Regions from separate parts of the Mus musculus genome. Here regions 1, 2, 3, 5, 6 and 7 are each linked to region 4. The links are chromatin contacts, called in public HiCAR-type, HiChIP or PLAC-seq and promoter capture Hi-C maps. All regions are on one chromosome and are shown on one strand. The core of a region is the stretch at or near the end of the contact, and the rest is flanking DNA. Distances in the headings are between cores, read along the strand shown. Region 1 holds the start of Hif1a (hypoxia inducible factor 1, alpha subunit). Region 2 overlaps Hif1a (hypoxia inducible factor 1, alpha subunit). Region 3 holds the start of 1700086L19Rik (RIKEN cDNA 1700086L19 gene). Region 4 holds the start of Ppp2r5e (protein phosphatase 2, regulatory subunit B', epsilon). Region 5 has its middle 4.8 kb from the start of Gm8075. Region 6 overlaps Prkch (protein kinase C, eta). Region 7 holds the start of Syt16 (synaptotagmin XVI).

Region 1 (2,965 bases), core at 416-2,915, 1.7 Mb before region 4:
CACTACATATGTGTAATATATATATATGTATATATATATACACACAAATATATGTATATATATACACACATATACATATATATATGTATGTATGTATATGTATATATATTTCCATGATTAAAAACAAAACAAAATGAAAAACAAGTAATTAGTTTTGGTCTTTTACTCTTTTTATATATACCCTGTAGCTCTTTCAGAGGTATGTTCTAGATTTCAAACAAAAATAGTGCTCAAATCTATTTATATAGTCCTAACTTCTTTTTTGAAGCCAGGGCCTTGTGCATGCTAGACCACTCCTCTACTACCGAGCTAAATCTCCAGCTGTAATCATATCTTTATGAGTATTGAGTTGCTTCATGCATTGTTTATTGTCTTATTAGACCTGGACATTATGTGTATTTCTAGAGGGCATTGTTTTTGGATTTGAATGCAATTTAAATGTACCATAGATATCTACATTATTATACAACCCAAAGTTAGATTGTAACAATGTACTAACAAGGCAAAGAAGAGATACTAAACAGTCTAGTGTCAGGTCAGTTTCAGAGACCCCAGATTCAGACTCAGTTGTGTCTATAACACGTGTGTGTGTGTGTGTGTGTGTGTGTGTGTGTGTGTGTACACACACGGGCACGAAGTGTTCCTTTGTTGGGCTTGGAATACTTTTAAAACAAACACACACCATACCCACAGACCTAACATTTATGCTTCCAAAGACCGACTAAAAATGATGGCTTTAATCCATAGCTCCCAGCATAGCCGGTGAGCAGTCCTGTCAAGGTCTGTAGGTTGAAGGACTTGTTCTTCTTTCAGTCTAAACAGTGAACTAAACTCAGTCTGAAACAATTCTTGCACCTTTTCTGCATCCATTTAAGATGATCTTTGTCAGTTTTTAAAGCAACATGAAAGCAAAATAAGTCTATTCAATGCCTTTTCCTGTCTTGTCAAATTCAGGCTTGTGCTCTCACTTATTGAAGCTGTTGTTTATTTGTAAATGCTTAAGATAGTTTATTTTTAAATGGCCCTGCAACTTCCCTCCCCTTGAGAGGTTTGGCAAGACGGATTTGTTTTATATTTTTATCTGCATTTGCTCAGTAGTCAAACTTTGGCCCAGAAAATCTTAATCACTTGGAGACTTCCCTTGTTGTGTAGCAAAGAGCGGAGACTGGAGACTGAGTGGTGTCGGTCACCTGGGAAGGAGGGACCCCACTCTAACATCAGGGGGGCTGGCTGCCAGAACGCAAAGTTGGCTTTTTTTTTTTCAACTGGAAACTCGGGCGGGATGGGCGGCGACCGGGTCCAGCCACGCAGCTAAGGAGTAAGCGAGCCTCAGAGAACTCTATAGAGAGCCGGGGCGGTGCGAGCCAGGCTCGGACCCAAGCTTGGCAGCCCACTCGCTCCAGCAGCGCCTCCCAAAGCCAGACGCAGCTTTCCATTGAAGGTGCAGAGACCCCCCCACCCCCAGACCTGGGCTCAGCCGCACCCGTCGCTCGCCCCTTTTTCTTCCCTCCCTAGCTGCACACAGACAAGCACGTGAGCGGGGCAGCTCGTCCCAGCTGGGGCTCAGCTGACCTCCTCCTGATTGGCTGAGAGCAACGTGGGCTGGGGTGGGGCCTGGCCGCCTGCGTCCTTCACCATTGGCTCTCCGGGAACCCGCCTCCGCTCAGGTGAGGCGGGCCCGCGGGCGCGCGCGTTGGGTGCTGAGCGGGCGCGCGCACCCCTCGGCTTTTCCCTCCCCTCGCCGCGCGCCCGAGCGCGCCTCCGCCCTTGCCCGCCCCCTGCCGCTGCTTCAGCGCCTCAGTGCACAGAGCCTCCTCGGCTGAGGGGACGCGAGGACTGTCCTCGCCGCCGTCGCGGGCAGTGTCTAGCCAGGCCTTGACAAGCTAGCCGGAGGAGCGCCTAGGAACCCGAGCCGGAGCTCAGCGAGCGCAGCCTGCAGCTCCCGCCTCGCCGTCCCGGGGGGCGTCCCGCCTCCCACCCCGCCTCTGGACTTGTCTCTTTCTCCGCGCGCGCGGACAGAGCCGGCGTTTAGGCCCGAGCGAGCCCGGGGGCCGCCGGCCGGGAAGACAACGCGGGCACCGATTCGCCATGGAGGGCGCCGGCGGCGAGAACGAGAAGAAAAAGTAAGCCGGGCCGCCGCGTTCCGTGGACTGGCTTTTTTTTTTTTTTTTTTTTTGTCTCCGCTCCCCTTCCGTCCCCCCCAGCCTCACGCGCCGGGCTCCCCCGCGGTCCACGTCGCCATCTTGGCGCTGGGGGTGGGAGTCGCGGGCCCTGCGCTCGGCGGGGCTGGGGTCTCCGCCCCGGACACCCGCCCCGCGCCGTCGCAGCCCAGCCTGCCCCGCGCGCCCATCCGGCCGAGCCGGCCAGGGCCGAGTACGCCTCTAGCTCCCGCGCCTTCCCTCCCCGTCCTCCGCGTTAGCCGCGAGCAGCGGGCCCCGGGCGGACCCTGTGCGCGCTGCCAGCTTCCTGGGGTCGAGGCCCTCCGAGGCCGACCCGGGGCTCCCCCGAGCCGCCTCGCTGCGCCGCGGCCGCCGTTGCCTTTGTAGGTTAGGGAGTTTCTTCTGGGGGCCCGAAGACGCTAACTTTCTAGTTTGCACGTGCGGGTTTGGTTGTAATCTGGAAAAACTTGCCTCCATCAGAGTAACGGGAATTTAGGAAAATGGCATCATTGTAAACAACTTCCAATTTCTACAAACTTGTGTTTGCATCACCTGTCAGGAGAGCCCAGACGTTATGTATCAATATGTGGCTGCCTCGTTCACTCCTGAAAATAACTTACGGATAGTTTTGGTTAAATTTAGGCCGGTAATTTCATGGAGTGGGGGCTATATATGATGAAAGCCGTCGGTTAAAATACTGAAAATTTATTGGAACACCTGAAAAGAATTGTTTCCAAAAACCATACATCTGAAGTGTGAAATCTTCCATGAGAATTCAGTGTAAGTTTATGAAACATCTTGTGGTT
Region 2 (3,100 bases), core at 112-2,611, 1.7 Mb before region 4:
AAAGTAAATTTTTTTAAAAAGTTGCAAGAGAGTTCTGTGAAGTACTTGTTGAATTACAGAGACTTAACAGTTAATTTTTTTAAAATAGTAATTTATAAACAGAGTATACTGGTCTCTCTTTCTTAATTCCCTCTGTCAGGACCTAGTCTCTGTTCTTTGAAAGCAGTCTTATTAAGTCTTGACTACTTTGCATTGTATTGCTATTGACCCTACTGTATTATGTATTACATGCTTAATAGCATTGCATCTAATTATTGATCTCTGCATCACTCTAAGTATACACACTCGGTTCTAAATAATGGATATTTTGTGTTTGTTTGTTTTTTCCCTAATACTTCCATTTTATATACCTTAAAATGTATCCATTTGATAAATGTCCATGATTTTTTTAGATATTCATAGAAATGGCCTAACCACCATCATACCTCTAATTTTATTTTTTAAAATTGTCTTGTTTTATTGTATGTTTGTTTGTTTTGAGACAGGGTTTCACTATGTAACCCTGGCTGGCTTAGGACTCCAAGTAGACCAAGTTGTTCTTGAACTCATAGAGGGCTACCTACCTCTGCCTCCCAAATGCTGGGATTAGAGGCATGTACCATTACACTCAGCCATTTTAGAAAATGTCATTGCCTCAAAAAAGAAGTTCTATATCTATCTAATCCACTTTCTCTGAGCATTTCAAATAAGTAAAACATTTGTTTTGAACCAGACTAAGCAATAAAAAAGGAAATCAAGATGTTGTTTCAGAGTCATCTAAATGTAATCTAATTTTTTAGTTATGAGGTTTGACATTAAGATTAAATTAGACGTGAATTGATTTTCCTCTGCTTTATTTCTGTGGCTTTTTTGTTGTTGTTCTGGGTGTCAAAGCCAGGCCTACATGTATGTACTAAGGGAGTCCTCGTCCATTGAGCTACATTCCCAGTCCCTATTCCTGTGACTTTAAATTGTAAACAGGTCTCATATGTAGCTCAGGTCGGCCATCTCCATCCTCCTCCTTCAGCCTCCCTAGTGCTGAGAGTATTGGTATGTACCATCATGGCTGATTTCTGTAACTTCTGATAGAACATTCTGTCTGGCTTTCATACTCAGATGCTATTTACTTACAAAAGGTAAGTTGGCATTTTTAAAGTTCTGTAAACACGTTGCTGCTTATTCAAAATTGAGTTATCACAGTTGGTAAAAGACATGAAGTATTTACACAAGTTCTTTTGAAGGGGACATACTTGTATACTGACAGACATTTATAGGGTACACTTACACCATTTTCTTATTTTCTTTACTTGGACCAAACTCACCAGCACAGATGAATAATTAATCCTGTGAAGTGTGGACTCTCCTCCCACAGTCCAGGGAGTCACTGCCGTCTTACACACACTCTCCCTGGATGGAGCTGTCAGACCTACTGACATGCTGGAGTAGGTGAAGAGGGAGCAAATCATGGTTGTGTTAATGCTGAGAGCCTTGCTTTGATGCTCTCATCCTAACAAATTTCTATGTTTAGCTGTGACTTAAAACTCGGTTTCTTGCTTTCGTTAGGCCCAGTGAGAAAAGGGAAAGAACTAAACACACAGCGGAGCTTTTTTCTCAGAATGAAGTGCACCCTAACAAGCCGGGGGAGGACGATGAACATCAAGTCAGCAACGTGGAAGGTACGCAAGCTGAGCGTGCACTTGATTATAGATAAATAAACCTATACACATACATGCTAGTATCAAGAGCTTTCACTAGGAGTGCTGAAAGTCAGCTGACCCTAGCACTTGGGAAGCAGAAGATCATCTGCTACAGATTTGAAGGCAGCCTTGTCCTCACAGCAAGTTCCAGGCCAGCCAGGGGAACACAAGCCTTACCTCAGAAAACAAAACAAACAAAAGAGTTTTGCTTAGAGTTATGAGGGGAATGGAGAAAGTGCTTAGTAATTAAGAGCACTTGCTTGCCAAGTACCTGGCTTTGGTGCTCAGCACCCATGTGTCAGTTCACTGTCACCTGTAACTCCAGTTCCAGGAAATCATCCAGTATCCTCTCCTGACCTCATCAGGCACCAGGTACACACACAGTGCACACACATACATGCAGATAGAGCACTTACCCACATAAAATAAAAATCAATTTCAAAATAGACTTACGAGGGAAAAGTATAATTATTCCCTTTTGCATATTTGCATTTATATTCAGTATATGTAATCTCCATTAAAGACAGTATAATAATCTGACAGTTTGAGATATATAAACACAAATTATTGGAAATACGATATTTCTTTTTTTTAAAAAAATATATACATACATTTATTTATTTATTTATATGTGAGTACACTGTAGCTGTCTCCAAATGCACCAGTAGAGGGCGTCAGATCTCATTACGGGTGGTTGTGAGCCACCATGTGGTTGCTGGAAATTGAACTCAACGACCTTTGGAAGAGCAGTCGGTGCTCTTACCCACTGAGCCATCTCTCCAGCCCACAATATTTCTATACTAAGCTAACTTATCAGTTGGCTTTGCCAACTAGTATTTAAATCCTAATATAAGTATAATTTTCTATCTCAGTTTCCTTTTTTTGTTCAGTGTTGAACCATAGTCACCAGAGCAAAATCAACTATAATGACCAGATTAGTGAAGAAGGAAAGATAGTCTAGACTTAATACAAGACTTAAATATTTTTCATTGTGTGTGTGTGTGTGTGTGTGTGTGCACGTGTGTGTTTTAGTGTTTTAGTTGGTTGCATGTAAGCATACCATGTGTTTACAGAGGCCAAAAGAAGGCATTTGATCCATATTCTGGATTATAAGTGATCCCTAGTTTCTATTTTATGTGCATGAATGTTTTGCCTCCATGTATATCAGGGCATGCATGCCTGGTGCCTGAAGAAATGAGAAGGTGTCAGATCCTCTGGAAATAGGGTTACAAATGGTTGTAAGCTGCCTTGTGAGTGCTAGGAATCAGATCTAGGTCCTCTGGGAAAAGCAGTCAGTAAGCTTAACCACTGTCTCATCTCTAGCACCCTACCTTCACAATGTTGTGGGGTTGTTTTGTTTTGTTTTGTTTTGTTTTAGAATACCTCATTATCTCATAATGTCTTAACTGCTATGCCATCTTTCC
Region 3 (2,776 bases), core at 89-2,588, 1.3 Mb before region 4:
CCCCCACCCCCACCCCTTAGTACTTAACCCAGTGCTATGCAGCAGCAGCCTGGCTTGGATCTAAACACAGTATTTCTTTCTAAGTGAGTCCCAGGGGTGCTGATTTCCATCCTGGCCCTGGCCCTGGCCCAACTCTCTAGGGAGCCAGGGAAATTCTGTACTCCTTTCTTAGGAGAAATTTATCATCAAGGGAGCATGCTAAGCAGAATTTCTTTACTAGGTATTTTGGTTTCCTTTCTTGAATTTGCTCATTGGCTTCTCAGATGTTCCCACTTTGAGGTTCTTGCAGTCTTCTTTTTTTTCTTTCCCCTCAATAAAATAAAACCATTTCACAACAGCCACGGTGAGGATGAGAAGCAATGGTCAAGAATACAAACAAAAACTGAATCAAAATAAGCTCTATCAAGAAATTGGAGAAGCTGCAAACCTTTGTGGAAACTACATTAAAGCAACAATGACTGAAACATATGTAGTTTCCCCAGTATCCTTTGTGGAAAGTACCCTTTTGAGGTGCATTTAAAAAGATAGATTTTATTTGCCTTTTGAGAACTTAATACAGGTATGCAATGTGTTTCGACCATATTCATTTCCCACTCCCGGGACCACTATCCCTGGAAACCCCTACATCTTTCTTCCAACTTCATGTCATTTGTGTGATTATTTTTTATAGAACATTTCATATTAATTGAAGGGTTTATTCTTCTCTCATTTAGATGAAGTCTAATGGTATAGAGGCAGAACACTAGACCATGGGAACACCCCATGGAAACACTCCCCCTCGTCTACCCGGTGCCATCCTCCCGTTTTTAGGAGGTAGCCATATAGGGTGCCCAAAGGAATTAGACTCAGGATTGAGTTTCATGGATTAATATTTCCCTCTTTCAAGTCTGTCAATTGCTCAAACCTGCTTGTAGTAACAGGAACACAGTGGGACACAGTCCCGGAGCCAAAGGATCCCTCACACCTTTAAATGCAGTTCCACCTCTGTCCCCATTCAACTTCCATGGGGACACCAATCCAGCCTCCAGTGAGTGACCGTTTTCTGGGACGCGAGACTCCTCTTAACGCTCAGGCCCGCGACGCTCCCGCTCCCGTGTCGCCAGCTCTCCTGGACCAAGTCAGTGTGACCCGTGGCTGGACCCCTCGTTCTCAGCCTTCCTTCCCGGTAGAGCTCCCAGTCTGGCTCTCAGTAGCCCCCTCTGGCGCCCGAGACCTTCAGGAAAGTTGCTTCGGGCGGTGGAGGGGCGTCATCGCCTCCTAGCAACGCTCCTAGCAACCGGATAACATCTGCTCCCTTTGGTCCAATGCGCGCCTAGAAAAGCCGCGCGCCCGCCTCGCGTTCTGAGCCGGAGCGAGAGGCGCTTCAGAGAAGGAGGGACCGACCTGCAGGAGCCGGCCGCCCCGCCGAGCTGCAGTCGCTGCCGCCGCCGCTGTCGCTGTCGCTGTCAGAACCCGTCCGAAGAGTGACACCTTCGCGAAAAAACAGGAGCTGTGAAACATTTGCACACGCAGTCTTCGGGTAAGTGGACCCCTCTCAAGGTTTGCCAGGACCCCTCCAGCCAGGCATCTGACCCGAGGCCCAGAGAAGACGCGTTCCCTACGGCTGGAGGTTAGGGACTTGGCCTCGGATCCCACCCTGCCCCCAGCCACTGAAAAGTGACTAGCCACTGGTCCCGAATAACTTGATTTGATTTTTTAAATGCCAGGATTGGATATTGAGACTCCCCCTCTGTTCGCTACTGTCTGTTAGTGCTTAGAAGTTTTCCACCTTCCTTGATTTTGCTTTGCCTGGCTGCCCGAGGCTGGAGAGCTGGAGGCAGCTCCCAAAGGCAGCCCGTGGTTATGGATAAAACGACACGAAGTAGGCTCCACGAAATTCAGTCAACACGGGCTTCTGTTTTAGGTCCTCATCTGGAAAGGGTCCAGCTGGCCAGGAGCAGTGGTTCACTGGTCCTCAGCCTCCTGAGCAGTAACCATAGTAACTCACCTCTCTAGATGGGATCGTCCTTATTGGATGCCCGTCTTCCCTTGGAAAGCCCGTCTCTCTAAATATAGAAGATGATGAGATCCGTGAGCACACAGCCATGCAGACTAGGTGTGGTTAAACGGAACCCTTTGCTGAGAACTATCTTCAAACGTGGAGCAGCTACTTCAGACCTTGCCAGAAAGAGTCAGTATGTCAGAGAAAGAACAAGTTATGGTGTTTTGAGTTAATTGCTTTGTTATTTTGGAGGGTGATGCAGCCTAAAATTATACAAGAGCTGGCTGTGATTTTTTTTTTAATCACATTTCCCCAAAATAACCGCTCGAGTAAATCACTGACAAGATGAACTATTGTGCACTTTTCAGATCTCTTAGGGGGAGTTGACGTCGCTCCTACTTAAACTTAAGTGATCCTGAGTTTGAAGGTTTATCTTTCTTTCTAAACCATGTCCCAGATCGGCCCCACCTCAAACGTCTCAGTGCCGCCCCCCATCCCCACCCCACCCGCCTTCTCCTGCCCTGATAACTTATTCATGTCCCTGCATCCCTGATTCTTTAGAGGTGTCTTATGCCAGTATGTCTCCTTGTTTCAAGATCCCAGGTCCCCATTCATGAGCCCGAGGCTGTGAGACATGCTCCATGTGCCAAGGGGAGTTCTCACCACATCTTCCGAGGCTGTCCTAGACATACACTCTTCGGTCTGAGTCAGCATTACCAGGTAATCACCCTCCGAAGAGAAATTACTGTTTAAATATGTATCCAGAGAAATAAACGCTAATGTAGCAGCCCGGCA
Region 4 (3,098 bases), core at 207-2,706:
GATTTTGAGGACTTCGTGATTCTTTCATTAGAAAGTTATTTTCTTTTAACTCTAATTTGGCTTGAAATATAATGTGACATATAAAAAACGGAATAATAAATTATAAATACTATCGAAAATGTCAGACCTCAGCAAGAAGTTCCACATCGCACTGGTATGCTGTAAATTTAGGGACGAATATTACAATTTCATCTGGGAATTATTTAGATTTCACTCTAACCCTAGCAACACAGATTTCTGTAAGCCTCGTTCCCCCCATCCCTCATTCTGTCTCTATTTCTCTTCTCTCATCTCTAACGATGATCTATAGGCAGCTTTCTTTTTCATCATTTGCCTCTTATGCGCGCAGCTCTGAATAAAATGTCAAGGATCTCAACTCAAAGCATTGCAGAAATGATGGTAACAGCGGGGTCCCTGCAAAGCCCAGGGAAACAGGTTTCACCTGGGCCACTGCACCCAAAGCGTTAGCATTCTCTAAAGAGCACACTACTGGGGCTTTTCCAAGGGGGAGGTATGAAAACAGGGAAGTGGCCTGTTTGTCTGCAGGTATGTTCACATAAACCCCAAGCCCTGGAGAAGCTGCGCGGCCACGGAATCTTCCTCCCTGCTCCCCCGCCCCCGCCGGGGGGGGGGCAAGAAAACGCCTCAAAAGAGGGAGGAAAAGGAGCCGGCGAGGCCGAGGAGAAGAGAGGTGCTGGCCTCCAAAGCCTCTGCAGGTAGATCAGACAAGTGGGCCGGGCGCTTGCTCCCGCTCCCCCCACCCCGCCGCACCCCTCAGCTGCCTGGGCCCGGCCTTCCCGAGCCCGCCGCTCCGCGGGTTCCCCGGGAGGCAAGCCGCGGGACCCGAAGCTGAAGTTACCTTGAAGCTCCTGGGAAAGAATCGGAAGATGATCTGTGGCTGCGCGGAGTGGGCTGCGAGCTAGGGGCCGCGGCGGGGGCGGGCGACGGCCCGGGACGCACGGGGGGAGGTCCAGGCAGCGGCGGAGAGCCCCGGGCTACTACGGCCGTCCGGGGCGACGTCCCTCCGGTTCCGCGGTAGCGGCAGTGTTTCTAGGCCTCTCGGCTGGCCCCTAACCTCAGCGCTCCGGCAGTGGCAGCGGCGGCCTCACGAGCCTCCCCCGCGGGCCCGTCCCATCAAATCGGCACCGACCCGGTTGCGGCGCGGCCGGTGGCTCTTCGTTCACATTCCCGGCGGGCGGCGCCTCTGCTCGTTGCACCGGACCCGGCGGCGGTGGTGGCGGCGGCGGCGGCGGCGGCGACGCGGGGAGGGGGAGGAGGGAGGAAGCCTGGATTTGCAGCGGCAGCAAGCGCGGGAGTCGGGAGGAAGAGTTGGAGCCGCCTGAGCCGCCGCTGCCAGAGCCGCCGTTCGCTACCCGCGCAGGGTCCCCGTCAATGCCCCTTTCTCTCTCCTATTGTCAATATCACCGGGCGGCTGAGTCCATGGCACAGGCGCAACCGAACCTCCTGGCTAGCAGAGCCCGCCTCCGACGCCCGCCCACTGGAGACTTCAAACGGGAAGCGAGACTTCATTGGCCGGCGCGCGCCTTCACTCCCAGGCCAGCACGTTCGGCTGAGAGCTGGTCGGGGATTGGCGGCGCGGGGGGGCGGGGAAACAGGAGGGTGTGAAGGGACGGGGCCCTCGATTGGGCGAGGCGCGGGGGACCCGGATGCTACCGTGAGCTCGGGCGACCGGGCCGCCGTTTCCGCCAGGGCGCCTGAAGTGGGGGTACTGCGGCGTCTGCTAGGCCTGAGGAGAGCTCGGCGGGCGCGCCCGAGACTGGAGCTTCCGCCAGGCGGAACCCTGTGGACCGCGAGCGTCTTCACCCGGGTATCCGAAGGCCACAGGGCGGCCGTCCTGGTGCCTCACGGTTCAGCCCGCAAGCCCCACTCCGCACGGAACCCACGGCCCCCTGAGCCCTGTGTAAACGCGGCCATGGAAGCCGGCAGAAAAATACCCCAGTGGCTGTCCTTCGCTCAACTCGTGGGAGGCCTGGCCACCGGTTGGACTCTCACCTGGTCCCCCCAAAAGCCAGTTCTGAATATCAGCTCTCTGATGCCCCTGCCAGGCTCGGCGGGGGCCCGCGCTCCGGGAGTTAATGCAGATGGCAACTCTGCAGTCTCCCATTCAGAATACCCGCATTCGCCCTTTCAGGACTCCGAAATACCCAGCCCCCAACTCGACAGATTTTAATTGATAGTTTGAGTCTGAGTTTAAACAGAAGACTTACCTCTATCTAGAACGAGGACGAAAATACATACATGTTTTTGCATCATTGGTGAACCCTAGGCCAAATGGTACGTTTCCAAAGAATATTCTTAGACCATCAATCAATTTGAATGCAGGCTACGTACAATAGTTAAAAGAAGAAAAAAATACTAACTACAAAGATCAAACTACCAGCTGCTCAAAATTTGGAAATCTGGGAGGGGAAATACAGGAGAAATAATATTATAATCCATAAACCCAAAATAACCAGTCATTTTGATGTAGTTTTAGTATTATATTTCATATATGTATATACACACAAGTATATATATATATATGTATATATATATGTATGTATACATACATACACACATGTATGTATATTCTTTTTCAAACTCAAAATGCTTCATCCTGTAGCCGAGTTTTTCCTCTCAGTATCATGTCATGTTCTGTACAGTTAAGGAATATACATTTATAAAGCTCTCTGTATCATACCCACAAGTGCTAACCATGCGTTTGCGTTTCTGGTTTGTTGCAAATTTCTATCCTGTTGGGTAGAAAAATAATTCTGTACTATGAAAGAGAATGTTACTGCCCTGAACTGAAATGGGAAAGATGGCTTATACGAAAGCAGACCCCAGAAGACTGGCTGCTGACTGACTGACTGAGTGGCCATTTTTACCCTAATAAAGTTCATTGCCCCATGCTGCAGAATTATATGGAATTCCAGTCTGGTTCCTGGCTTCAAGTAACTTATATTTCCATACTTCAGTCTTTAGAAATGTTTAATATCCTAGCCAAGCAGAGCATGTTTCTTCAACGTCTGATTGGTAAATGCAAAATTAAAACCAAGAAAGATTTTGAAGCCAACTCAATTTCCCTTGGCAACAGT
Region 5 (2,938 bases), core at 292-2,791, 1.8 Mb before region 4:
TGAGACCAACAGTGCTTAATGTCTGGGGAGTAGGGATATTATCACCCACCTGATAAGACTGTGAAGAGAAAAATAGAACGACTTGTAAACCTCTAACTCTCATTACAAATTTCAGTTATTCTTTTAGCATGACTAAGGAATTAATTTTATAAGTAGGGTGTTTTTTAGAAGTTTCATTTCTTTTTTTAAAAAAAAAAAGTGTGTGTGTGTGTATACCATATCTCCCTCGGGTGTAAAAGTCAGAGGGCATCTTTCAGGGATCTGTTGTCTCCTTATACCATGTGGACAACAGTATCGAACTCAGGTCTTCAGGATTGAAAACAAGCACCTTTACCCAATGAGTCTTCTTGACATCTCCCAAAGTAGGGCCTCTTAGCTTAGGATTTCTCTGGCTGAAGATACCAAAAGCATCAATCAAGGACAGGAGAGGGAGGGAGGGAAAGAAGGAGAGGGAGAGAGAGAGGAGAAAGAGAGATGAAAGAGGTCATTTTCCACTTTATAGTAGAGTAGTGTAGAGTCCAAGTAATGTGTCTAAGAGCAGGCCCCTATCTCTTGCTTTATTCCCAGAATCCTCCACTCCCATTAGCTTTTTATTTTGCTAGGAAATAATAATGTACCTAGAACCAGGAACTGTGGTGTAGCCTACTTGTCTAGCATGAACAAAGACCTTGGGTTCGATCCCTAGCACTGTATAAAACTGGCTGTTAAAATGCATGCCTAGAATCCCAGCCCTGCAGGAGTGGAGGCAGGATGGTCAGAAGTTCAAGAGCATCTTTGACCACATAGTCAGCTCAAGGCTAACCTGGGCTACTTGAGACCATGTCTCAAAAACAAAAGCATCTTAGAACTGCTTTTATGAGTCTGTTTTTTTTTTTCAATGTTCATTTTTTATGGGGTAGGGCATCATTGAACGGGAAAAATCTGGCATTTGTCCTTGCTCCCCTGCACATTTCTCACTGTCTTCCATGAGGTTTTCCATTCTAAATGAAAACCACTATCCTACAGAGACAGCATACTCTCTGCACGGAGACACACAGATACCTAGATAAAACACAGGCACTTCCAAACCAGTGCCATAGCTCCGAGAAGGTCAGGTATAGGTCACAGCAGCTTTCTGTGTCAGTCAAGAGTCAAGGCAGAGTAGGAACATAAAAAGCATCTTAGTGACACGTGGGGCTTGCTCCTTTCTCAGCCAACCCTCCTGTTAGGGGAATCTGCGAAAGCCTGTGTTTCCCAGCTGACTTAATGCCACATACCGCTTCCTTATGACTCTTGTGGCCTGCCCAACAACCCCCTGGCCCTGGCTGATGACATGCAGAGGCTCAGAAAGAGATGAACTCCTGCTTCCAAGAGGGATCTAAAGGCATGCTGGGAACATTGTGTCTGGAATCCTGTGCTCAGCTGCTCAGGAATGCTGGTTTGGGCAACTTTCTGGTTTGACTTACAGGAAGGGCCGATGGGGACCAGCAGGAATGTTGTAACAGCTCACATCACCTTGGAAAAATACTCTTCAGTGCAGCCCGGCATTGTAAGTCCAGGAAGCAGCTGCTGATGAATCAGCAGCCTCCTCTTTCTTGTGGCTTCAGGAAGTGTGTCCACCGCCTCACCCATCTCCTCTCCAGGGAGAGTTCCCTGTGCCAGCCACGTACAGGCTTTACTGGAAGGGATGCAGAGAGGACTCCTTGCAGATATTCTAAGTACACAAGGGAGTAGATAAGGGCTGGGGAGGAGGGGCCTCTAGGCCCCAGGCTCTACCTGGGGCTCTTGGAAATATTTTCCAGCTTTTAGTATAGAAAATCATGTGGCTGGTAACTCTCTTGTCTGGAGTTCAAAACAGTAAAAGTAGGTGGAAATCTCCACGGATGGGACGGCAACGTCGGCGCTTGGTTCACTGCGACTCCACCCTGTACCTGCAGAGCCAGAAAGATCTGAGGAGCTTGTAGGTTAATCTCGTGATGAGGCAGCCGTTTGTGCTCCCCTGGAACTGCTGGTCTGCTCTACCTGTCCTGCTGCAGTCTGAACAGGGGACATAAAGACAAAGAGTGCGAGCTGAGGGACTGACTCTGACTTCCTCATAATGCCAACTCCAAAGAAGTCCCTGCAAGCGCTAACTTTGGCCTCGGTTATGGGCCAGAGCCCACGTTTTATATATGTTATGAGGAAACATCTAAGAAGTCCAAGGTCTGAGGAGAGAGATGGAACAAACCTCGGAGGCTTAAAAGTTTTTCAGACTGCTCCCCTCATAGAGTAGGAAGCAAAGAGCCCATGAGGCAAGTGACTTGGCAGGGGTGCATGCGCAGAGACGATGCCGCTGCCTTCCCGAGTCTCCCTCTGATTTCCTGGCTCAGCTCGTGGAGCTTAGGAGAAAGTCGGGATTCTGTCAAGTCCACAGCCTGACTGGGAGAGGGGGTTTCTCAAACCTTAGATGCCAACCCAATTGCTTGGCGGGGTAGGCAAGCACAGATTTGAGGAGACAGAGAACCCCTGAAAAGACGACACCAGTGTCTCCTTAACCAGCTGTTCTCAACCTGTGGATTGTGACCCCTTTGGGGTCGACCGATCCTTTTGCAGGGGTCACCTAAGACCACCAGAAAACACAGATATTATGATTCTTAAGAGTAGCAAAATGACAGATATGAAGTATCAGTAAAGATACTTTTATGGCTGGGGCTCATCACGGCAGGAGGAACTGTATTAAAGGGTCACAGAGTTAGGAAGGTTGAGAACCACTGCCCTTAACCTTTTCCTCTCCCCAGCCTGCCTGTGCTCACTACACATCCTCATCCACTTTTGGTTGTTGAGATGTGGCCCACCCGGCATCCCTCATCAGCCATACCTAGAAACATTAGACATGTAAACTGTCAGACTCCATTCCAACCTACTCAGGTGGTGTCTCCCGACTGGGACCAGCCAATCTGTGTTTGCCTACCCCGCCAAG
Region 6 (2,932 bases), core at 295-2,794, 1.9 Mb before region 4:
TAAAGAGAAGTGTGTCAGATCCCTATAATAATATAGATTAAATTAGAAGTTACATCTAAAGATCTACTGTGCTAGTTGTTGGCTACTTGTTGCTGAGTATGCTTTTAAGAGGCATTTGAAAGAGGGCTTTGAAAATGGGTTCTCTGAGAGAGAGAGAGAGAGAGAGAGAGAGAGAGAGAGAGAGAGAGAAAGAGAGAGAGAGAGCACAGGTGGGAGGAGGTATAGCTGAATGACCAGAAGAGAAGGTTTGGGTTCTAAGTGAGAACTGGCTCTCATCAGAAGTAGGGAGCAGTTGAGCTGTCACATTAGCAGGAGCTGCGTGGGTTGTCTGCAAGAGTCCTGTGGTGTGACTGAAGAAGCTGGTAGGGCAAAGAGCGAGAGCTGAAGCTTTGATGGTGGCTGGCACCTCACCAACTGCACACGGTGCTGTTTGGAGCTCTTGCCTTTTCAAAGGCTCTGAGTGGGGTAAAGGCCAGCACCTGTTTTGTTAGGGGTTGTGGAGCTATTGGCCCGGAGTCATTTTCCATGAGTATGTGATTATCTGGGGTGCACCTGAAGCCTTATGAGACACACACTAGGATGACAACTTTCGTTGGCTGTCTGGGACAGTCAAACTGTCTGTCAGCAAAAGGGACCAAATTCTAGCAAGGCGTAGTAACTCATGCCTCTAATTCCAGCACCAAGGGTCGATCTACATAGTGAGGCCCAGAGCAGCCTGGGGTAAGAAGAAAACCAGCACAAACAGCCCATCTCTCTGGCCCTGTGGCACCGTTTTTCATTCACCTGAAGCAGCAGCAAGCTTAAGTGAAGCAGCAGCTTTGCCTGAGGTGTTGCTTGCTACTGGTCTCAGGCTCTCACGGGGAGTGAGCCACTTCCGTTTTCCTGTATTTCCGGCTAGGGTACAGATCCACACATAGGGATCACCTGTAGCCCTCTGTTCCCGGGTGCCCCAGAGCAGCAGACCTGCAGTGACTTGACTCCTTCAACTTTTGGTTTTATTGCCACAGGGCTTTTCTAAAAGGCCTTTGTCGTTTGCATCTCTCTATACCAGTCGATTTCCCATGAAGCTAATGGAGCTTAAGCATCAGGGCCTCTCTCTGCTTCACGCGGTGTCCGTTTTCATAAAGAAAGCTTCCCAAAGGACAAACGCAATCCCCATAACGTCTAGGTTGTTCTGTGTCTCCAAAGACGGAGTGGCTCCATCGAAGAGACATTTATTGCACAAGGCTTCAGCCGGGCCTTCTGTCAGCAGGACCCACTTCAAGAAACATGATAGTAATTTATGTCTGCCGATTAAACCTGGGAGCTGTCATTGTCCCGGGAGCTTCACAGATAACAAGAAATGTAGCTTGCTTTGCTCCCTTCTCCAAATGTCATTAACCCTGACCTTCAAACACTTCAAAGTTTGCTATTTTTTTTCTTCCCTATAAAACAGTTAGAACCACAGCCCTACCGGATGTTCTTTGTGGGCTAGGAGTACCACCCAACCACAGCAGTACCCGGAAAGAAGGTGCATAAACCCTTCAGAAACCCATTTCCACCTTGTTTGAACAGTGACCAAGCTGCAGCCTGGAGACTGCTGCCTTTATTTAATGGCAAGAGGGAGTGCAGTCAGTTAGCATGATCCTTTGTTATCTAACCGCCCCGTGATGGTCTCTGTGATGAGCATCTTCATCTCTGTATCGTGTCTTGCTGCCAAGGCAACTGTTACGTGTGATTTAGATGAGTCTATCCTCTCGAGCCACGGTGAAGAGAGTCAAAATCTATTATTCGAAGCCTGCTATTCTTTCATGCTCTAGCATTTCTGCCTCTGCACTAATCAGAAGCAGGGAAAATGCCAGGACTTGTTCTAAATGCGAGTTTAATCTTGTGAGATCACACTGCCAGCTGCCCGTATCGTTCTTCTGTCACAGTCGTTAGGCTACCGATGTTCCCTGCAAGCACGTTTGTGAACCTGGATTCTCTTCTCTTCCCTCCAGTATGTAAGATGAATGTACATATTCGGTGTCAGGCGAACGTGGCCCCAAACTGCGGGGTGAATGCCGTGGAGCTTGCCAAGACCCTGGCAGGGATGGGTCTCCAACCCGGAAATATTTCTCCAACCTCGGTGAGCCCTTTGCCTCTGGCTGTGTATTGTAGGTTGCAAGTTATTCCGGTGCAATGAGCTCAAATGAGAGTCTAGGGGGACATAATCTCAGCAAATCCAGTGAACAAGTCTGCTGTGCTTTAAAAAAGGCATTTTATCTCCCCAACTAGAGTCTACACAGTTAGGGCTCAAAACAGTGAGCATGCATGTATATCATGAAGCAAGAGAACGGACTCACCCCCCACCTCCCCTTAAAATCAGCTTCCTATCAATCTGGTCTGGCAAGAATCTCAGAATCCAGATGCCTAGGGTACGCCCCTGGCTGGTGTCCAATCGGGACAGCTGGTCAGAAGCCACCGGCCTCTGCTTCCTTATCTCTAAATGGGGTTGAAGGTGCCAGTGCCTGGGGTTCTCCACTTCCCTAGACTGCAGCACGTGTCCAGGGTTGTGAGTTCATCTCCTGCTTTCTGCAGCAGACAGCTCCTTCCTCGGGACGCTTGGGAATGGGTGGAGTGGTTTTCTTGCCCTGGCTGTGTTTTGTCCTGCAACCTCCCCAAGTGACATCCAGCTGATGCTGTCCATCAGAGCCTTAGCTGCTGCTTCCTAGTTCTTAGTGTTGTCTTTCTGGCCCACATCCTTGGTTGGAGGCTGGGAAGCAGCCATGTCTGGATGGCTGTGAGATCTGGAGCCAGGCTATGTGACAGTCCCAGAATGGGCAGTGCCTCCTTCTCTGTAACATCAAGTGTCTTTAGTGTTATGGTATTCAATACTGGGGGAAACATCTACCTGCTGACAGCACATCATTAAAAAGATAGAATTATAAGTAATCAAAGAGAAAAGTGGGTT
Region 7 (2,937 bases), core at 343-2,842, 1.6 Mb before region 4:
ATTTAGTGCCAAGCCTTCTGAGACTGTTGTCACACGTAGGACCTCCAATCTTTAAGTCCACTAGTTTCTTAGCCCTTTCTAGGTGTCGTCTGGTTCTACTGCCCACATGTCACTCATGAAACCCAGGCTTTGGGTCATCATTATCCCTCTTATAATTTAGAAAAACACTTTAATGACTAAAGAGCTTCACCAATGTTCTGCCCCTTGGAGCCAAACCCACCTCTCTACCTTGATGATCAAAATAGCTTAAGATGAAGATTTTCGAGCTTCAGACAGGTTCACAGTTCTTGAGGCGTTTTTAATGCTCTTCTTGTGTCTCTTTGTTTGGGGACCTACCATCACCACCGAGGGTTGTTAGAACTAAAACATGAACCTGGTGTCTATGCTTGAGAATCACATGTGCCGTAAACAGATTAAAATGAAAGCCGCAGCCAGCAGAATGTGGATGCGGTTCACCCTCATCGTGCTGACTCCCTCACCTACATCCTGTGGACTGATCAGAGAGGACCCTTTTGTTGTTTTCCGGTATTTTCCTTTGCCCACCTGGTCAGACGGCAACTGTTTCTGATTCTGCTTTGCACCTGAATTCTGTTGGTGCCCAGCGATGCCTGAGATGACGCCCACTGGCATCCTTACTGTTTGGGTTAAATGAGTGGCCTCAAGCCGACCAAAGGCATCGTGCCTGCACAAACAACAACGAAAAACAAAAACCCAATGCCTTCCCGTGCTTAGGCTTTGAGTTTGAGCCACTTGATGCTTCCCCATGTGGTGGTGGTTTCTCATTTGCTACTGGTCCCTAAATATAGCAAGGATCTTTCAGTAATTGGTTTATAGCATTCAACAAGATGTACTGCGAACAAACGCCCACAGGTGGACTCATTTCAAAGTCCTTTTAACCGCGATGGTCCTTGAGGCAATACTGATTGCTTTTCTCGTGGAGCTGGTCCTTTAATACAAGTCATCGGAGCCGCCTGTGGTCTGGCTCGCAATTATCCACTCGTTAGTCACCCATCCTGTTCACATCTAATTAGTTAATTGGCCATTTATTCACTAACTCATTAATTCACGCAGGTTTCCAGTTAGAGTCCTCCATTAAGTCGCTTAATAGAGATCTGATAGCCTACTACACACAAGGCTCTATTTTCACCTTGGAGACAAAACAAGAGGATGAGAGGAGTCTTGGTCCTCACACACAGGAGGCACCTGTGTGATCCTTGCTTCTCTCTCCCCCACCTGCTCCCTGCTTTGCTCCTTTGAGCTAGGGCTCAGGGTCGACATTGCTGGAAAGAAGCACCAGGCCCGGATGAATTGAAAAAAGCAAGGCAGGATACCAAGTGTTTGTTCAGCGGGAGAATAGAGCGGGCAAGAAACCTGGAGAGGAGCGGGCCAGGTTGCTAGCTGCTTTGTCTTAGGGAGGGATGATGCTACGGGCTGGGCAGGGCAGGTTCGGTGGCGGTCGGCTCCGCTAGGGTGTGGGGACGCTGGCGGGGGCGACCCAGCTGGCAGCCACCACGGGGCTCGGGGCGGCGCGACGGGGGCGCGCGGCGGGAGCGTCTGTGCGCGTCGCGGCCCTCGAGCGCGCGGGGCCTGTCGAGAACGCGCGCGGCCGGGCGCGGCGTGGGTACCCCAGCCGCGGGCGGCCGCCCTGCAACCCCCCGACGCGACCATGGCGACTGACAGTAAGTGCGGGGTTCCCCGGGGGCGGGGGCAAGGCATCCGGGGTGGCAAGTTCTCCTCCCGCGCGCGCCTGCCTTTGTGCCCAGCTCGCGGGGGCAGCGACCGGGTACCCCATCTCCGGAGCCCGCCCTTGTTACCGTGCCCATCACCTGCTATGGCTGACAGGACTGGATAGGGTTGGGGATCCGAGGACCTCTCAGGAGGGATGCAGCACCCGACTGGAGGGGACACTTGATGCTTGAAGGCAGCAGGGCTGGGCCTCGCAGCCCTTTGGGGACTGCCTCCAGGCCCACAGCCAGTTTTTAGGGAGCCCAGTATTGGGGCGCTGTGAGTTCAAGGTTTTCCTGGAGTTCTGGGTCAGATTGGCACGCCCTCTTCCTGGTGGGTGGCCCCACTGGGCTCTGTTCTGGGGCTCTGAAGCCACAGACCTTGCCTGGCTGCCATGGAGAGTGAATGAAAGGGGCGTGCAGAGAAGGAAGGTTGACACCGAAGACTGGAAGAGTTGCAAGGCTTCAGGCTGGCCTGCTGTTGGCATCTTGGAGTCTTTGCTGCTGTTTTTGGAAATTAGGGTTACCGCTAAGAAAACTGGTTACATGTAGCTGTAGCTTGACCTGTTAGTGGAACCTCAAAAGGAGTGCAGAGTAAAATAAGTCACAACACTTGTCTTAGACTTAGCATCTAAAGTCCTCAGCAAAAGTCATGGCACACAGTAGGGACTTCATTCACTGAATGTACCATGTGATTACAGACAATAATAAGGCAATTTTGAGAGATGAGAGGGGACAAAATAGGTGTTGAGGGTCAAAATTTCATTATTTTTTCCTTCAAACTTATCATTATTCAGTCAAGAACACAGCTTGCATACAGTACAGAGGATGCACAGTTTCGAGTTAAAAGCTATGATGACATTTTTATATCCCAAGTCCCTCAGTAGTGGGATTGTGGCCCTGTTCCCAACCTTAAAACTGTGGCTGTTGGATTTAAAGGCTCAAGTCAGTAATCCCAGGACTTGAGCGGCTGAGGCAGGAGGATATCAAGTTACAAACCCTGTTTCAAAAAAAGTATATGTATGTGTAGATTATGTGTATACACATGCGTAGTGAGCCTGCCATACCCGGGAAAGTGATGGGTATCTATCTCATAAGTAGTAGGCATGCAAGAGAAATGGACATGTGTGTGGTTGCTCACTCATCTCCCATTCGCCATCATTTCGTTTGTGTGGCGACACCAATGGACCCTCTCTGCTTTCTGTAGATCAGG

The links. Promoter capture Hi-C pulls out the DNA fragments that hold promoters and counts their contacts. HiCAR-type assays count read pairs that join an accessible place to other places. HiChIP or PLAC-seq counts read pairs in DNA pulled down with a chosen protein or histone mark.
Region 1: a contact with region 4 is called in a promoter capture Hi-C map of liver, with 4 times the contacts expected there. The contact joins the promoter of Hif1a here to the promoter of Ppp2r5e in region 4. A contact is called at or near these places in 10 of 39 promoter capture datasets (the 3T3-L1 cell line, the C10 cell line, cranial neural crest and 5 more), 3 of 115 datasets of contacts at active chromatin or transcription factors (astrocytes, embryonic forebrain and extraembryonic endoderm stem cells) and 1 of 9 other capture datasets (macrophages).
Region 2: a promoter capture Hi-C map of liver shows a contact between it and region 4, with 3 times the contacts expected there. The contact joins the enhancer-like site here to the promoter of Ppp2r5e in region 4. A contact is called at or near these places in 3 of 39 promoter capture datasets (embryonic stem cells, hippocampal neurons and liver), 5 of 115 datasets of contacts at active chromatin or transcription factors (astrocytes, embryonic forebrain, embryonic hindbrain and 2 more) and 1 of 9 other capture datasets (embryonic stem cells).
Region 3: a HiCAR-type map of astrocytes shows a contact between it and region 4, with 5 times the contacts expected there. The contact joins the promoter of 1700086L19Rik here to the promoter of Ppp2r5e in region 4. A contact is called at or near these places in 4 of 39 promoter capture datasets (the 3T3-L1 cell line, cranial neural crest, hippocampal neurons and 1 more) and 3 of 115 datasets of contacts at active chromatin or transcription factors (astrocytes, embryonic forebrain and stem cell-derived neural progenitor cells).
Region 5: a HiCAR-type map of astrocytes shows a contact between it and region 4, with 4 times the contacts expected there. The contact joins the enhancer-like site here to the promoter of Ppp2r5e in region 4. A contact is called at or near these places in 3 of 39 promoter capture datasets (the 3T3-L1 cell line, hippocampal neurons and liver), 2 of 115 datasets of contacts at active chromatin or transcription factors (astrocytes and stem cell-derived neural progenitor cells) and 1 of 9 other capture datasets (embryonic stem cells).
Region 6: a contact with region 4 is called in a promoter capture Hi-C map of hippocampal neurons, with 6 times the contacts expected there. The contact joins the enhancer-like site here to the promoter of Ppp2r5e in region 4. A contact is called at or near these places in 3 of 39 promoter capture datasets (the 3T3-L1 cell line, hippocampal neurons and liver) and 3 of 115 datasets of contacts at active chromatin or transcription factors (astrocytes, epiblast stem cells and stem cell-derived neural progenitor cells).
Region 7: an H3K4me3 HiChIP or PLAC-seq map of forebrain shows a contact between it and region 4, with 7 times the contacts expected there. The contact joins the promoter of Syt16 here to the promoter of Ppp2r5e in region 4. A contact is called at or near these places in 4 of 39 promoter capture datasets (cranial neural crest, hippocampal neurons, second pharyngeal arch cranial neural crest and 1 more) and 2 of 115 datasets of contacts at active chromatin or transcription factors (astrocytes and forebrain).

Annotation. Positions count from the first base shown.
Region 1 is chr12:73,906,202-73,909,166 of GRCm38.p6, forward strand. Hif1a (hypoxia inducible factor 1, alpha subunit) reads left to right here and starts at 1,666. Exons shown (of 15, transcript NM_010431.2): 1 at 1,666-2,123. The coding sequence starts at 2,089.
Region 2 is chr12:73,929,115-73,932,214 of GRCm38.p6, forward strand. Hif1a (hypoxia inducible factor 1, alpha subunit) reads left to right here. Exons shown (of 15, transcript NM_010431.2): 5 at 1,543-1,655. Among named protein-coding and RNA genes, the nearest start is that of Gm15283, 22 kb to the right of the region's middle. Within about 2 kb of position 1,362, at least 3 of the 459 cell types and tissues checked have an H3K27ac peak or open chromatin away from gene starts, as enhancers often do. A contact at or near this core is called in liver, where this site is marked.
Region 3 is chr12:74,282,938-74,285,713 of GRCm38.p6, forward strand. 1700086L19Rik (RIKEN cDNA 1700086L19 gene) reads left to right here and starts at 1,339. Exons shown (of 4, transcript NR_030735.1): 1 at 1,339-1,519; 2 at 2,578-2,701.
Region 4 is chr12:75,594,776-75,597,873 of GRCm38.p6, forward strand. Ppp2r5e (protein phosphatase 2, regulatory subunit B', epsilon) reads right to left here and starts at 1,457. Exons shown (of 14, transcript NM_012024.3): 1 at 860-1,457.
Region 5 is chr12:73,789,325-73,792,262 of GRCm38.p6, forward strand. No RefSeq gene overlaps it. Among named protein-coding and RNA genes, the nearest start is that of Gm8075, 4.8 kb to the right of the region's middle. Within about 2 kb of position 1,542, at least 107 of the 459 cell types and tissues checked have an H3K27ac peak or open chromatin away from gene starts, as enhancers often do. A contact at or near this core is called in astrocytes, where this site is marked.
Region 6 is chr12:73,698,202-73,701,133 of GRCm38.p6, forward strand. Prkch (protein kinase C, eta) reads left to right here. Exons shown (of 14, transcript NM_008856.4): 7 at 1,980-2,107. Among named protein-coding and RNA genes, the nearest start is that of Gm34189, 82 kb to the right of the region's middle. Within about 2 kb of position 1,545, at least 52 of the 459 cell types and tissues checked have an H3K27ac peak or open chromatin away from gene starts, as enhancers often do. A contact at or near this core is called in hippocampal neurons, where this site is marked.
Region 7 is chr12:73,996,185-73,999,121 of GRCm38.p6, forward strand. It overlaps Syt16 (synaptotagmin XVI), which reads left to right and starts at 1,593. Exons shown (of 8, transcript NM_001364282.1): 1 at 1,593-1,679.